2 separate regions of the Xenopus laevis genome follow, and region 2 is linked to region 1. Evidence: chromatin contacts called from public Hi-C data. All regions are on one chromosome and are shown on one strand. The core of a region is the stretch at or near the end of the contact, and the rest is flanking DNA. Distances in the headings are between cores, read along the strand shown.

Evidence for each region. A called contact is a pair of places that touch in the nucleus more often than the background predicts.
Region 2: a contact with region 1 is called in a Hi-C map of animal cap, with 5 times the contacts expected there. The contact joins the enhancer-like site here to the promoter of kcne5.L in region 1. A contact is called at or near these places in 3 of 4 Hi-C or Micro-C datasets (the XL177 cell line, the XTC cell line and animal cap).

Annotation. Positions count from the first base shown.
Region 1 is chr8L:42,525,221-42,528,826 of Xenopus_laevis_v10.1, forward strand. kcne5.L (potassium channel, voltage gated subfamily E regulatory beta subunit 5 L homeolog) reads right to left here and starts at 1,536. Exons shown (of 1, transcript NM_001088875.1): 1 at 1,195-1,536. The coding sequence starts at 1,512. The coding sequence ends at 1,195.
Region 2 is chr8L:42,591,536-42,595,141 of Xenopus_laevis_v10.1, forward strand. No RefSeq gene overlaps it. Among protein-coding and RNA genes, the nearest start is that of acsl4.L, 19 kb to the left of the region's middle. Within about 2 kb of position 1,691, at least 1 of the 7 cell types and tissues checked has an H3K27ac peak or open chromatin away from gene starts, as enhancers often do.

The DNA of each region.
Region 1 (3,606 bases), core at 286-2,785:
GGGGCGCCCGCTATGTAAATCCGGCCCTGCCCCCAGCAGCCTAACAACAGAACAATGGGAAGGTAACCAGATAGCAGCTCCCGAACACAGGATAACAGCTCCGTGGTAGATCTAAGAACAGCACTCAATAGTAAAATCCAGGTCACACTGCATTACATTCAGTTATATTGAGTAGGAGAAACAACAGCCTGCCAGAAAGCAGTTCCGTCCTAAAGTGCTGGCTCTTCCTGAAAGCACATGACCAGGCAAAATGACCTGAGATGGCTGAATACACACCTATATTATAAAAAAATACACTTTCTGGTTCAGGAATACAAGGTTATATTGTAGAGTGAATTATTTGCAGTGTAAACAGTGTAATTTAGAAATAAAAACTACACCATAAATATTGTGACAGAGTAAAAAAAAAAAGAGTGAAAGCAGAGTCAAAGAGCAGTACTTTTTAACTACAACCCTTTATTGAGTAAATTCACCCAATAAGGCTCGATCGTTTTTACCACCAGAGGCCATGATTTCTGCAATGTGGACAGCATTTACCTCACACGCATAGAAAATATGAAAATAGTCAGATACATTCAGGTGCCATGTTGAGAAACCTCAATGACAATATGTTTTATTTACAGAACCACTACATATAGTTCCTGTTATAGAACCTCACTATAAACAAAACAGACCCTGGAATTTGGTTAAATTGGCATCATTTGATCACAAATTCTTCCAAAACATTTTGGCTTTTTATATAGCCTGGACCCCCCCCCCCACCATATTGATGATTACATTCACTAGAAGCAGTTGAATTATGGTTTGTACGCGAATAAGGAGAATATGTATCCCAGGCTCCCAACAGACCCTACAGTATATATAGCAGATAAGAGTTCATTGTCACTTTTTTACTGTAACCATATTCTATATTCCATAGGGCGGCCATTCCCAGTAAGCTGATAACTGGTGCGGCTGTGAGACCTCCTCTCCACTATAAGACGCTGATAGTCTCTAGTATTATGCTATAGCTTATAATGGGTATTGTCCCAATTGCATTTCCGTCCTTCAATTATGCATTATATTTGATATCTAGAGCATAAAAGAGCATTTCCTTAAGCCAAAAGTTCATGAGTTCCCTTCTTTACAGAGTGGCAGCATGCTACTCGCTGGCCTTCATATCTCTTATTGGATCTCTGATGCGAGTGAACCTTTTCAAAGTAAGTTTTCACTTTCAATACTTCCCCTTTGCTCATACACCACTATATTGGGTGTGTTCTTGTTCTTATTCCATTCCCTTTCAATGTAGAGGTGATAAGGGTCGTTTTTGGACTCTTGCTTTCTGGATCTGGTATAAGCCAGTATAAGACCCCCGGCCAGGCAGCCATAGAAGATCATGATGAGTAGAATGTACAAGTAAGCATCATCGTTATCATCTTCTTCCATTGGGGGAACTGTGCTGTTGGTCTTGCCAAGTTCCTGAAGAAGCTGAGTCAAAAGACTCCTGAGACGAGAAGTATTACTACAATTCATGTTTATGGCGCCCGCTGATTCTTATCCAAAGAGAAACCAATGATGCAAATGCTCAAGTGTAAAGAAACCACAGCTTGTACTGGTCCAGCAGTTGTCTAGATCACTTTTGGTCCCATGGTTACTTCTGCCAGTGCCTAAACAAATGTGCAATTCAACCTAAGGTAAAGCATTGAAGAGAGAAAGAACAAGATGTTTAAAGGAGAAGGAAAGGCTAAAATTAGGCAAGCTTTATCAGAAAGGTCTATATAAATATACCAGTAAAACCTCAGAGTAATGCTGCTCTGAGTCCTCTGTCAAAAGAAACACAGCATTTCGTTCCTTCTATTGTGTAAACATGGGCTTCTGTTTCATTCTTCCTGTTTTCAGCTTAAACCTCCAGGGCTAGGGCTTGAGCATGCTCAGTTTGCTTCTCACTCCCTGTCCCCTCCCTTTTCCCCCTTCCCCCACCCTGCTGTAATCTGAGCCCAGAGCTATGATTGAGCAGGGAGAGAATGGGGCTGGGGCAGGATAAATAGTGTTATTGCTTGCACTATTGTGGATAATCTATTGGCAATAAACTGCTTCGGTAGCTTTCCTTCGCCTTTAAGTCAGACTTTCCTTAGTATGGTGGTACATTGTTTTAGCATTGCTGTTTTGTAGTGCTGGGGGCCTAGGTTCTATCTGTGTCTGCATGGGTTAACTCCCATAAGGTTGTAAGCTCCACTGGGGGCAGGGACCGGCACTATTTAAATAACTAAGGTGTGTTTCAAACCTACTTGATTTTCTTATAAAATGTGACACATTCAAACAGAACTGGTTATGTGGGTGAAACCCACTATAACAAATCTTTAAATTAGACATTTGTGAAAAGAAACTGCAATAGCTGGTATGTGTCTTTGAGAAAACACAGTTATAAAATGATATTCTAAATGCTATTTTTTTTATTCTTATTCCTGTAATGTATATCTGTGCTGTAGTTTACCTGGTTGCTATAAAGACATACATATATATCAGGGTGCTCTGCAGACAGCGTTGGCTTGCAGATAAACTAGAAAAGCAGGACCAACCATACAACTGTAACAACACTTTCCCAGTAAAGAAACATGAGGTCAACTACTTTGGTCTAATTGAAGGAAAACAGTTGAAGGAGAAAAAAAACCCACTGTAACATTAACATGAGAAAGCGCCAGCGAGTCTGGATGTAATAACCATCATGGAAGAATGGTGGAAACTAAGACCAGGAGAAATGGAGAAAAATAAAGTCCCCCGTCTCTCTCAGCTCTGTGAAACAGAATTCAGATTTGTAAGAATATTCCTATTTCCATCAGGGTTCGACACCTGAGGATCTATGTAAAAACAAAAGGTGCGTACCCTTTTGTTTTTAATAGCGCTGACATATTCGACTGAACTTTACAGAGGTTGTTCTTTGTATCCGTCTTTCCCTGCCCCAGTGAGCTTACAGTCATAGTCACACGATGGGGGTAATTTTTATCGGAAACCATTGAACCTGCCTGTTAGTTTTTAAGGAAACTGGAGCACAGAGAGGAAACAAACGCAGACAGGGAGAGTAAACTGCGGATAATGCTGGTTCACTGGAAATGACAAATGAAAACTCTTGTTGTTGATTAAAGAAAAGTACATAAAGCTATAAGCAGATGATGACCCGTGAGTTTAAATGAACAAACACCCAACTCCATAGAGCTCTCTATTAAGAGATAAGTACCCCCCCCATATTCCCAGCAGAGCCCCACCAGACAAAAACTCACCTCTACAGATGTTGTGTGAATAATCACATTCCCCTGTGTGTGCTGTGAGACTGGGGAGGGGGTTAGTGAAAGGGGCTTTGGATTGGGCGGTCACATTGTCTCTGGGGTAGGTTACGTTAGAGAGATCCCGGGGGGGGGGGGGGGGGGGGGAGGCTTGTTGGAACTGGTGTAACATGTCGAGAAGGAGTGTGCCTTTGTGCAGCCAGACAGGGTACAGCCCTTCCTAATGTTTGCCTCTCCCACAGCTCTCTCATGTAACGACTATTTGCCCTATAATTGGCCCAAGAACTGTGCATAACAGCAAACAGGTTTAACTGTTTCATTACAGTGTGCAGCAGCACAACTAGGT
Region 2 (3,606 bases), core at 441-2,940, 66 kb after region 1:
TACACTTAGGGGCAGATTCACTAAGGGTCGAATTTCGAAGTAAAAAATACTTCGAAATTCGACCCTCGAATTGAAATCCTTCGACTTCGAATATCGAAGTCGAAGGATTTAGCGCTAAACGTTCGTTCGATCGATCGAACGATTAAATCCTTCGAATCGAACGATTCGAAGGATTTTAATCCAACGATCGAAGGAAAATCCTTCGATCAAAAAAAGGTTAGCAAACCTATGGGGACCTTCCCCATAGGCTAACATTGACTTCGGTAGGTTTTACCTGCCGAAGTAGGGGGTCGAAGTTTTTTTTAAAGGGAAAGTACTTCGACTATCGAATGGTCGAATAGTCGAACGATTTTTAGTTCGATTCGTTCGATTTCGTTCGTATTCGAACGAATTTAACCAATTCGATGGTCGAAGTACCAAAAAAATACTTCGAAATTCGGATTTTTTTCATTCGAATCCTTCACTCGAGCTTAGTGAATCGGCCCCTTAGGGTTGGGCATGTTGGTCGTTTTAGTCTTGCTTTTGACTCTACTGTGCTACTATGTGACTGTGCTGGAAGTTCATAGTTCCCAGCAGATCTCAACTGATACATCTGCACATTAAATCTGGGTTTCTTGTGACTTCTGTGAGCACATCTAGGTACTGCTTCCAATCAGTTGCCACACTTGGCATTTTGATGAGGCCCACTGTTTCACTAAAGCTGCCCATACATCGGCAGATTGAAGCTGCGCCTTCTAACCAAGGGGCAGACTTACTAAAGGGCGAATTGTGGCCAGCAACTGATTCGCACCTATTGCAACACTTTGCACTCAGACTACGCCAATTCACTAAAATGCGGAGTTTCATCATGGTCAACGAACGCTGACGACTTTTCGCTAGCGTTACTTCGGCAATGTGAGCATTTGATAGTGGAGATGCGCTAGCAAATCTCTAGGGATCTTGTGCTCAGGTCAATTTGCATAGGGCAGGAAATAAAAGTTGTATGTACGTCATGTTAAATGTTGATGCATATACTTACAAATGACACTTTTTACAACACATGTCCAGGGAATCTTAATAAAGGCAATAGAGTTATTCTAATGGCCTACGCATGTGCCCACTGTAAAATTAATGTTCCATATGTATGGGGAAAACCGGTTACCCAAAAAAAGTTTAAGTTAGGTCCTTGGCAGGCAATCAGGCTGAAAAAAGGAAAAGATGCCAGCGTGTTTTGGACTTTTGGACTTTTATGCATTTTCGGCTCACAGAATATAACGTAAGTGACAGAAGATAGAGATAGATCTAGGTAATTTAATGCACTTCGTCTGGTCCGAGGTTGTGAAGACAACTCTGGGAAAGAGGTAACGTTCAATAAATTTCGCACTTTAGTGAATTTGCGGAGTAACGACCATACGCCAGAGCGAAAAGTCGCCTGGTGATAGAGTGCGAATGACAGATATCGCCAGTCTGTTTCGCTAGCGAATTGGTGCCTGCGCCTGTTAGTAAATTGGCAATAATATGCATGTAATCTGAATAGCAGTGACTTTAAAGGAGAAGGAAATGCTGGCAGTACTTGGGGGTGCCAAATGTTAGGCACCCCCAAGTGATTGTATTGACCAGGGCCGGGCTGCTTATCGCTCCTGCGACAATTCGCGCATGCACAGGAGCGATAAGCCGGTACCGAAACCGTCCGGCATGCCTAGGGCGCCTTTTCGGCGCAGCCCGGCCCTGGTCAATACTTCAAAAAAGAAGTAGAAAGCGCAGAGTCGGCCAGAGAGGGGACCGGACGTGCCTGGCACCCCCCCCCCCATGCTTTGGGCACTAGGCACGTGCCTACTTTGCCTACCCCTTGGGCCAGCCGTGGTATTGACTTACCTGAAACCCTGGGCCGGTGCTCCTATCAGCAGGCACGGGGTTATACCAGTGAGCACCACGGAGCGATCTTCTTCCGTCCTTCTCCTTCAGTAGGACGAAAATCCGAACTTTAACTAAAAAGTCAGCTATTTCGTTCAACTGCACATGCGTTTTCCCCGGGAAATTTGAAGAAAGAAGACGGAAGTGGACCACTCCGTGGTGCTCACTGGTATAACTCCGGGCCGGGGTTTTAGGTAAGTCAATACAATCACTTGGGGGTGTCTAACATTTGGCACCCCCAAGTGCTGCAAGCCTTTCCTTCTCCTTTAAACATAAATAAAATCAATAACAAACAATATTAACAGAAAAACGAACCCCTTGCCGTCAATTTGTTTGCATTGTCAGTCCCAGGCCAGAATGAGGTGGAACAGGAAGGTTAATAATGCATAAACCATGAAAAAAAATGCTTAGTAATAAAGAGCAAAATATACCAACAAACAAACATGAGTTTGCTCATCTCAGATAATATGCTGTGGAGGATTCAGGCCTCAGTTTAAATATTCAGTGCAGCCCTAGACTGGAGGCTTTTGCAAGCATATTCCTGATCCTATTTTTTATAATTATGTTGTAACAATCCTGAATATATACTGTGCACAGAAACTGATTAGAACGTCCAGCAGAGGGCAGGCCTCCACTGTTTTAATGTGACATTTGTTTTTCATCTCTGTTGCTGCTGTAATTATCTTCCTCTCATAATTTGTAATATGATATTCTTGGTATTTGAACAAACCCCTTGTCTTTTATAGTGACTGGTAAGGTCCCGCAGTTCACCTTCACATCCATCCGACTGCACCACCAAACTATATATATTAGGGTGCATTCACTAACATTGATGCAAAGCGCGTTTTGAGCACAATCACCATTCCTTTTCCCACAATGCAACATTTCCACCAGAATTCCATCTTCATTGTGGATGCAAATGGATGATTCTCTTGATGCTATTGTACTGTGCCTACTGCAATGAAAGTTATGTCTGCTGCTGATTCTTTCGGCGCAAGTGTTTTGCGTTTAATTACGCACGTCGCAAAAGTACCCTTGGAGCTACTGTCCAGACAGGAGGTGGCAGTAGCTCCAGGATTACCCTGCATCAATATGTGTAGCAGCAACTGATTGTGAACGGAGAGCAGGAGCGACTGAGCGGCACTGAGCACATCTATACAGAGGTACTAAGAGCTCATTTTAATGCAAGTACCTTTAAATAAAATTCATTGAGGAGAAAGCACAAGTAAAGCTCCCCATAGACGCAACGATTCTTCTTGCCGAACGACCGATTTTAGGGAAGTCCGACCAATCCTTCGAAATTATTGTGTGGTTAGTGGGATTCGAACGATCGTACATCTGTCAGGAAATTGATCAGCCAGGTCAAAGAATCTTTGTCGGTCCCAGTGCAATCTCTCTATGTTTGCAGGGCTAAGCAGGCAGCTCCCCTTTGTTTTCCTGGCAAATTGGTCTTTTTAGTTGATGGTAAATTCGTACGATTGTACGATCGTTCCGAGAAAATCGTGGTCTCACAATGAGGATCTGATCTTTTAAAAATCTCAACATCTATGGCCAGCTTTACTCACTGAGTTTGTGGACATACAGTAAATGAGCCCTATTGTCGACGATCCCACAGGGGGGGCGATAATATACTTTGCTGGTGGTCTGGGGGATGCAACATTACCCACCTGAGTAGTAGTAGTAGTAGTAGTAGTATATATAAAACAAGACAGT